2 separate regions of the Drosophila melanogaster genome follow, and region 1 is linked to region 2. The links are chromatin contacts, called in public HiChIP or PLAC-seq maps. All regions are on one chromosome and are shown on one strand. The core of a region is the stretch at or near the end of the contact, and the rest is flanking DNA. Distances in the headings are between cores, read along the strand shown.

The links. HiChIP or PLAC-seq counts read pairs in DNA pulled down with a chosen protein or histone mark.
Region 1: a contact with region 2 is called in an H3K27ac HiChIP or PLAC-seq map of the Kc167 cell line, with 7 times the contacts expected there. The contact joins the promoter of CG10555 here to the promoter of CG15343 in region 2. A contact is called at or near these places in 71 of 107 Hi-C or Micro-C datasets (the D17-c3 cell line, the Kc167 cell line, the ML-DmBG3-c2 cell line and 23 more) and 3 of 6 datasets of contacts at active chromatin or transcription factors (all in the Kc167 cell line).

What each region holds. Positions count from the first base shown.
Region 1 is chrX:8,397,489-8,402,382 of dm6, forward strand. CG10555 reads left to right here and starts at 1,452. Exons shown (of 3, transcript NM_001298087.1): 1 at 1,452-2,515; 2 at 2,629-3,184; 3 at 3,461-4,894. The coding sequence starts at 1,907. It also overlaps the pseudogene CR15345.
Region 2 is chrX:8,270,481-8,275,226 of dm6, forward strand. It overlaps CG15343, which reads right to left and starts at 3,326. Exons shown (of 3, transcript NM_132241.2): 1 at 3,203-3,326; 2 at 2,213-2,738; 3 at 1,844-2,141. The coding sequence starts at 2,727. The coding sequence ends at 2,015. It overlaps CG1636, which reads left to right and starts at 2,932. Exons shown (of 4, transcript NM_001298084.1): 1 at 2,932-3,274; 2 at 3,800-4,146; 3 at 4,277-4,728. The coding sequence starts at 3,068. It overlaps CG1632, which reads left to right. Exons shown (of 8, transcript NM_132239.3): 8 at 1,460-1,982. The coding sequence ends at 1,639. Corp (Companion of reaper) reads right to left here and starts at 929. Exons shown (of 2, transcript NM_001258649.2): 1 at 683-929; 2 at 1-386. The coding sequence starts at 782.

The DNA of each region.
Region 1 (4,894 bases), core at 202-2,701, 130 kb after region 2:
ACATTGACGTATTTGTGGTTTGGTTGCACTTTGCTGTCATCCTGCATCTCAACGATTCGAGGAGTACCTTCGAGGACATTCTCTTCAATGTCCTCCAGTCTTAATGTGCTCAGTTCGCTGTAATCTTCTTCCTCTGAGAGATCTTCGTTGATGGACTCATTCTTGACGTGGCATTGGAATCGCTCATCCTCGGTGGACTCTTGCTCTGGCTGATGCACTTCAGTCTCATGGTTTGAATTCTCTCCTTCTCCGGTGTCGACTTCTGCATCTCTTTCTGTTCCGAAATCGTTGCTACTTTCAAATTGATAAACTAGTTTCAAACTCCTCCATCTCGACTTGGAATTGCTGCTCATTGCTAGCGGCTAAGTGGAAGTGTGGATCAAACGTTTCCTTTCATCCGACCAACCTTTTATTTCAGATTCCTTGAGAAATTGGTGACTCCTTCTGCATTTTGTAATTATCTTAAAGGCACTTTTGGCATCCTTTAGGCGCGGCAGACAAATGGTTTCGGGTAGGAAATCCCCTTTATAAAATGGATATTGTATGCACTGGGATAAGATATATATTATATGGTAATATTATATTATATCCCAAATTTTGTGGAACATCAAATGAATTGACCATGACTTCCGGACTTTCCAAGCAAGTGCGGCAAATTCTCGACTTTGTCCTTTAATTCAGACATTTAAATATATATTTCAATAGATTCTAGTTCATATGCACTTACATTTTAATATAATATTACAACATATTCCAAAAGCAAATCAACAAATGATTTTGTTTACATCGATATTGCATTAATCACCCTGTTCAACCGCATTAGCCAGTGCTGCTAACGTTAAAAAGTACCTGGGTTGAGTAGCTAAAAAGTAAATGTGCATTAACTAATAGCTAAGTCATGAGTCTTATTCAAATTGTAAAATTAAAAAAAAAGACGTTAAAATAAACACGTTTTCAAAAATTCACTAATATATTTATGTATATATATATATATGGCTTAAGTAAATTACTAAGTAAAATTAAGTCAAGCAGGACAATCGTAAACAAATTAGAAAGTAATATTGCACTTTTCAATTAAAAATAAAATTACATTTAAAATAGCAACAACAAGAAACCGGTATCCATTTTAACCAGTGCTGCAAATCGCTGCGTTACAACACTGATTACAACACAATCGAACGCCATGTTGAGGCGACCTAGCACGTTCAGTCCTAATCGTCATGCAAGCCATATTATGTTGTCATTTCAAATTAACTATACATAGCTTAAAGACTTGTTAAGAGATTTGGTTACATGCCGAGTCATTTAATTAATTTTTTTTGACCACCTTTATATTTAAATGTGCTTAATGAAGCATATAAAACCACACTTTGAATTCGAAATCAACCCTAACACAGTCTGTTCCTCGGCTGTTAACTAACAGCCCGGCTTGATCATGCATTCGACCGATTAATCGGCCTGAGCCGCCTGTGTTATCGTTTTAAGCGTCGTTGCGTTCCATGCAATTTGCGAAAAAGTGTCGGAAAATTAATGAAAAATATGCCATTTTCCATTGCCAACCTGTGAGGGTCGTCGCACGCGAACAATTGCTAGCCGAATTAGCAACGAATTTTCCGCATAGCCGGCGTTTTTCCGTGCAGCGAAAAACAAGCAAAAGAGAAAAAAGATAGCCACTTCTTGGCCCGTGTACGTGTGCGTGTGTTTGCGTGTCTTTAATTGTGTGTGTGTTTGTGCTAGCACTCGCGGTTGTTTGTGTGTGTGTGTGTGTGCGAGTGTGTATGTGAAGAAAAAGCCGCACACTGCGAAAATTTTCCTTTCCTTTCCCCAACGGTCGAATATAACCGCTAAAATTGTGGAAAAACAGGAGAAAACCCCCAAGCGGAAGAAGAAGACTGCAGCCAGTAAAATGTCTGCAGTTTATTCGCCGCAACCGCCGCAGCAGCAGCCGCAACAGCAGCAGCAACTGCAGCAGCAGCAGCAGCAGCCTCCCCCGCCACAACAACAGCAGCAGCAGCAACAACAATTGCAGCAACCTCCACCTAACTCCGCGCCCAATCAACAACCGCCTGGATCCGGAGTAGGTCCCGGCGGAGGAGGAGGTGGCATACCAGGCGGCGGTGGCATCCTGTCCATGGGCATGCAGCAGCAGCAGCAACGTCCGCCCATGGGCGTCCCAGGATCACCGGGCAGCATCATCTCTGGCGGCGGCGGTGGCGGCGGTGTGATTGGTGGCGGTGGTATGCCCGGTGGCGGAATGATGGTCACACCAACGTCAACACCACGCGGCGGAGCCAATATGCAGGGCGGCGGAGGTGGTGGTGTGCCGCAGCAAGTGAATTCGGCGCAAATCCAAAAGATGCTCGACGAGAATTGCGGCCTCATCCAGACGATTCAGGACTTCCAGAGCATGGGCAAGGCGCAGGAGTGCATGTCCTATCACGTTGCGCTGCATCGCAATCTGGTCTACCTCGCCCAGTTGGCCGATCCCGCCATGAACATCTCACAAATACTGCCGGTGGGTAAAAAGAACAAAGTGCACGATCATAAGATTTGCTATTTCATTGAACTTGACTTGGCTCAACATCTCTTTCTGATCGCCAATAATGTATACCATCTATCCCCCCGCAGCCGCCGCACATCCTCCAAACGCAAGCGATGCAGCAGGGTGGCCAGCAGACGCCGCCAACCGGACCGCACGGCATGCTGGGTGGTCCGCCGCAACAGCAGCAGCAGCCGGGACAGGGTCCAGTGCCGGGACAACCTGGTCAGGGTCCGCCGCAGATGGGCATGCAACAGCATGGCGGCGATCCGCAGGGACCGCCCGTTCAGATGCCGCCCTACGGCGCCCAACAGCAGCCGCAGCCACATCCTGGCCTGCCGCCGGGCGCTCAACAGCAATCTCAGCAACAGCAGCAGCAGCAACAACAGCAGCAGCAGCAGCAGCAGCAGCAACAACAACAACAGCAGGCAGCAGCAGCGGCGGCAGCAGCAGCAGCGGCAGCTGCCGTAGCAGCCGGCCAACAGCAGGGACCGCAGGTCAGCCAAGCGGGCCCGCAGCAACAGCAGCAGCAGCAGCATCCCGTCTATCGGAATGCCCAGGGTCAAGGACAGCCGGGAGCTGGGCAGGTACCTGGCCAGGGCCAGGGGCCGGTTCAGTCCGTCATCAATCCGAATGCCGCGCCCAGTAAGTGTAGTGTAGCCGCTCAAGACGATGACGATGATCGGATGTGGTTGGACTTCATTTTAAAAGAATTCGATATCGATGCCTTTAGTTTTGACCAATTTCTGTGATATTAAAAAACTGTTGATTTGTTGAATATAATTCGAAATCCTAACATATTGTTTAAGAATTTAATTTAATTTGGGTATAACCCCAAAAAAAAAAAAAAAACGTTTAGTCAGTGGTATGTTGTAGGCTGTGATTTTACTCATCTCCATCCAAACATCTTTCGCCTTGCAGATCAACAGCGTCCTAACAACGGACCCCTCTCCGGACCGCAGAATCCCCAGCAACAGCAACAGCAGCCGCAACCAGGCGGTCAACAGCCGCCCAACCAACAGCAACAGCAGCAGCAGACCGGTCCCGGCGGACCAGGACCGCAGCCAGGTGCCGGCGGACCAGGTGTACCGCCGCCACAGAGTCCGTATCGCGTCAGCTATCAACAGCAACAGCAGCAGCACAGCCACTATCCAGGCTATCCGCCACAGCCGCAGACGCAGTACCAGCCGCAGGGCGCCTATCCCTATGGACCGCCAACACAGGGCTATGGGCCACCGCCGCCGGGACCACCAAATGCCGCTCAAGGTGGCTACCATCATGGTCCGGCCGGTGCGGCGACGGGAGCCAGTGGGCATGGCTATCAGCCGAATGCCGGAGCCGGACAAGGACCACCGCCGGGTGCATATCCACCGCCGCCCGGTAGCCAGCAAGTTCCACCGGTGCCGGGACAACAGCAACCGCCGCCGGGACCACCGCCACCCGGACAGCCGCCGACTGGTGGCCAGCAGCAACCGCCACCTGGACCGCCGCAAAGTCAATACGGTCCGCCGCCGCCGCAGAACTCCGCCGGTGGACCGCCTCCGATGGGCTATGCGGGCTATCCGCCGAATCCGGGACAGTATGGCCAGGCTGGTGCTGGCGGTGGACCACCGCCCAGTGGCTACTGGCCGCCACCACCACCCACGAGCAGCGCCCAGAGTCCCTATCAGGCGTATCAACAGCAGCAGCAGCAGCAAGCGGCCGCTGGTGGCGGAGCAGGTGCACCGCCGGGCAGTAGCTATCCGGGTGGACCGCCGACTAGCGGGGCAGCGCCACCACCACCGCCGGGCGGAGCGTACAGCACCACGGCGCCCAGTCAGACGCCACCGCCACAGGGAGGCGGCGGAGCAGGCGGTGGCAACAACAATCCAAACGGACCCAATGCACAGCAATCGACGCCGCCGCCGCAGGGCGGAGCTGGTGGCGGAGCGGGGCCCAGCGGACCTGGCGGAGCTGGTCAGCAGTATGCGGGACCACCGCAACAACAACCGCAGCAGCAACAGCCACCGGGTGTAGTGGTTTCCGGCGTTGCGCCGCTGCCCACGCAAGTCCAGCCCACTTACTCGACGCCTGGCAATTACAATCAGCAGCCAGGAGCTCCGCCGCCGCCCAATCAGCAACAGCAACAACAGCAGCAGCAGCAGCAACAACAACAACAGACACCGCCATCGGCTGGCGGATCCGCCGGCGGCGGAGGAGCACCAAATGCCCAGGGACAGGGCAATCAGCAACCGCCTCCGAATGGAGCCACACCGCCGATGCCACCGAATCAATACCAGCCGGCACCGGGCGCACCACAAGGACCATACGGTGGACCGCCACCACCACAGGCGTATGGACCACCGCCGCCGGGTA
Region 2 (4,746 bases), core at 2,076-4,575:
CAGCTGCTGCTGCGACTGTTCCCTAAGGAAACAGTTCTGACGATGCACAGGAATGGCGCCGGCAGTGGGCAGCGATCCCAGGAAGCAATTCATCCGGTAGACCGGCACCGGCTTGTACTCCGGCACCGGATCTTCCTTTTCTTGGTCCTCCTCCTTCTGACCCTCGGCTTGCTCCAAATCCACTAGACGCTTTCGCTTAAGGGACTCGGTCTGGCCCAGACTGCGGCGCATCTTTGACCAGTCAAATCTCAGGTGAAAGGTGATCTCCGGGCAGGGGAACAAAAGCAGGAAATACTCCAGCAAATGCGCCTCAAACACGTAGTCCTTGCCGTTGGTCAGGATGAGGGCTTTCCTTTGTGTCTCCGGAATGGCGAAGCGGGTCATGGCTGGAAAAAAATTCAGTCAATTAATATTAGAATAATGTAATAGATTCCGATTCTTTACAATTTACTTTCAATTTATTGTCTTCCAAATTTTAAACTTTTTATTTTCATGAAAGGTTTATTTAACAAATATTTTTTTGATATTTAGTTAGGAAAAGAAAACGCTGTGAATGGGATTCAATACTTTTCAGTGTTCTTAAAGCAAAGGCACGCAAATTTAGTTGTTGAATTAAATTTTAAATTGGCTTGGAAGACGACGCCACTGTATTTCACTCTTCCATTCAAATTTCGTGACTCACCTTGGGAGATGACCTCTTCGTAAGTGTTCGAGGATCCGCAAGTGATGAGGTTGGTCTCGCCCTGGAAGAGAACCTTCAAGCTGCTCCTGATATCGGCCATCCTTTGGTTTTCTTTTCGTATATAGTAGTAAAATTGATAACGATCTTCACACTGGTAATCCTTCTTCAACTCTCTCTATTATTTTGCACTGTTTTTCTCGCAGCGATGCGTTCGCTTGGAATGTTGCCGATCGAATGAATGCAAGCCAACAGTTGGCACTCTGTTTTATGTGTTTTTTTTTGTTATTGCGGTGTCCCTTGCTTCTTCTTGCTATCTCCCTTTTTCCTTTTATCTGCCTGCAGCTGCACTCATAGTTGTTGTTTCTGCTATCCTAGGTAAACCTTCGCAGGTAACGGGGGTTGCTTATGTGTGTTCGCTCGTGCTCACATTGAATGGCAATTGGAGAGAGTAAAAAAGAGAAGCAAAAATTACTCATTCAACTTTGTTATTGCTTCGACTGCTTGTTTTTGTTGCTCTACGCCAAGCGCGTTGCTGCATGTCGCGTGCGTGTGACGTCACGATCGCCAATTGGGGTGGCACGAGTTTAATTCAATGGTGAAATATTGAAAAAACAGAGTGGATCCTATTATAATATTACAAAATTATTTTTAAAATATTTAATTTGAAAGTGGACAGAAACTGTTGGCAACCAAAATTTAAACTATATATCATTTTTTAGAGTGGACCAAAATTATATTTTATTATTATATTTTGAATTTCATATTGTTCATTTTCAGCAAGAGGAGTATTCGGGAGCGCCTGTCCAGTGCCTGATTCCCGGAACGAATCAGTGGGCGCTCATTGGGGTCTCCTCCTGGCGGATCGCGTGCGGACCCACGGGCGTGGAGCGGCCCAGGATGTACGACAAGATCGCCTCGAATGCCGCCTGGATCCGCGAGACGATCAGCGCGATATAGTCGGGATAGTTCACCAGGGGGCGGCGGCACGCCCCTCAGCGCATTTGTGTAGAAAACGGAACCGAAACTCACTGGGTATTATGTGTGTGTGTAGCAAAGCAAGTAAGGCAATTAAGCATATGTACTATGTAACTAACCTGCTCTAATGTTACTCGAACCTATGTAACTCTATGCTAACTGTATTCTTTAAACGTCCTTTTTTTTGCTGTTTTGTGTAATATTTATTAACTATGTTGTAATTGTATGTTAAACATGTCGAAAAGGAAGCAAATTTAGTTGTTAGTCTGTACGTTTAGCTGTTTGTAGAAAGATATTGTTGAATAAAATGAAATCGTCCAAAATCAAGATAATGGCTTTACTGGGGGTATACCACAATTAGGTGGACACGTGCATGGATTTCCATTTCCCATCCTTCTGAAGGCGGTACTGCACCCGGTCTGCGATTTGGTCGAGACCCACCTTCAGGAAGTCCCAACGCTGCGGTTGGAATTTCCAAGCGGTACTAGAAGAAGTTGTAATTATGTATATGTTAATTTACTAAATATAGATATACATATAAACTTCGAAACTCACTAGCTTGCTGGTCTCTCGATGGATTTTCCTCTGTGATCCAGAAGGAACTGATCGTGCTTTGCCTTGAGATCATCGTAGTTAATCGGTTCTCCACAGGGACAGATGTGACCCCTGATTTGGGCAGCCAAATTCTCCTTCGCCCACAAAGCATCCATTTCGCTTTGGTCAAGTTCCACGGCGGTGGCTCCAATCAATCTCACCTGCCAGGCATTCTGATTTCCGGCCTTATCCTTAACATCTGGCATATAGAAGGTGATGCAGGCCTTGGGATTGGCCTGAAGGTTCTTGAAGTTGCGAACGTACCGATGGGTGATGTAGAACACACAGTTATCCTGGGTGAGTCCGCGGTACAGAACAGTGCGGTTGAGCACACCGAATTCCTCGTCCACGGTGGCCAGGTTCATTTCCTGTATGAATCCATCGGGATGTCCCTTGGCAGCTTCCTGAAGGATCTCCTTAAAAAATTCAACGGGATCGGAGGGAAAGTCCTCGATTTTGGCCAAAGAGGAGGTCATATTGGTGGGTCCTTGAAGCGAAAAATATTCTTATACATTTTGAAAATGTAATACACATTTAATGTTAATTGGTAAAGCCCCTTATAACTGAAGTAATGTACTGTCATTCAAATTTGGCGCACTTTGCGCGCTGTTAACGCTAACAGCACTGTAACAGAAGCGCAGTACTTTGCAGCGGTTCTATAATCGATAGCCGTTGATTTCACGTTATATTTGCGAAGCTATCGGTTACTATCGATACATAGAAACGAAACAAATTCTCCCAATTTTCGGCTGAAAACGAGGAACACCAACTCGCGATTCTGGGGCGGCAGAACGGGAAATCCCGCCGAGGAGCAGCATGACCTCCATTCTGGACATGAAGGCCGGTCCGCCCGACTACTGGGCGGAGATCAGCAACTTCTTTCTGCCGCTGAAATACCTGATCACCAACGACCGCTTCGATTCGATGGTGCGGGACATAGACCTCTATTACCTGATCAACGGGGTCTTTTGGATATTCGTGGCGTTGTCTTGCGGCTACTACGCCTTCCAGCGGCTCTTCCAGGTGGGTCCAGCACGTGGCAAATCCTTTCAATCGCAGCACCCTCGACGCGGCGCCTCCAATTGCACTTTTCTTTTGAGGGGTTGCTCGGCCAATTTGCCGTTTATAAATAAACAGAGCGGACACGGTGCCGGATTCGCGCATTCCGGGGGTGGACGGGGTGCCAACCGAGTGGGGCGCTAAAAATACTGTTACCAACCCTTTGAAAAGCTTCAAAACACAACGAAATGCGGCACTTTTTGTATTGTTTTGGCTTGCAACTAAGCTGTAAATGATTATTATTTAAATATGTTGTCTCTTGTAAAATCAATATAAGGCGAAGATAGTATTGATTTTACTCCCGACAGTCATTGTTTAAGGGATTCAGATGTACTTCCTTCCCCATTCGGTTGGCACTTCGCTCCTGGCTTTGGTGATAGCATAAGTCCGGTGACAGTCGACCCATCGGCGCTGACCATAAGCCATATAAACCATTATCTGTAGTGACCCAAGACCAATGCTCGACTAATTGCTCCTCTCCCTTTTCAGTTCTTTCTGAAGTCGTCGAGCATGAAGCACTTTCAGCGGAGGCTGTTCGCCCGCGTCATTTGGAACATCGCCTTCTATGCGGCCAGCTGCCTGTTCCTGCACTTCTACAACGAGTTCATGATCCTGCCGCAGCTGATGAAGAACCAAGGACGCTACTCGCTCTTCTACTCCTCGGAGAACCTGATCTTCTATCGATCTCATCAGGCGGAAAAGTTTCAGTTCTACTCGATCTTCATTATCACGTTCTACCTGCATGGGGCGTGGTTGGACTTCAAGGACGCTGACTTCCTGGAGGTGGGCTCCAAGGGACTCTACCTGCTGTCCCTCGTCGCCATCGATGTTTACAGGCAAGTCGAGACACGTTTGGTCCCTACCATTCTAGCCTGGAGCCATTTAAGCTCGAAAATATTAAATACTCTTTATTTTTAGGTACGAAAACTACTTTGTGGGCCTGAATCTAACGGTGGGTCTGTACAGCATACTCACCGAGGTGCTAGCCCTGTTGGTCCTGCCCAGCACCAATTCACACCGGATCATCTACCAGGTTTTCCTCGGTCTGCGCATCATGGTGTGGGCGTATGTGTTTGTCAACCTACTGCCCTTTAAGTACTTCATACCCACGCTGTTCGCCAAGAACTTTAAGCTTTCCCTGAATGTGCCCATTTGGTTGTGGTACGGCCTCTCCATTTGGAACTCGCCGGTGCTGCAATACTTCTACCATCAGATATATCACACAGCGCCGTCGGATTGTTCGGGCGAGGGATCGGCGGCTAAGTGCATCCTGGTCAAGGACACCAGTGAGTTCCGGCACTACAAGACACTGAAGAAGGCCTATTTGGAGGTAAAGCTGGCACACATTAGAACCACGTCCAATTCGCTGCCCTCCGAAACCAGTTCGGCCTCGGCCAAAACCTTTCAGGCCATAAAATGTAAGCTTCCTGCACTAA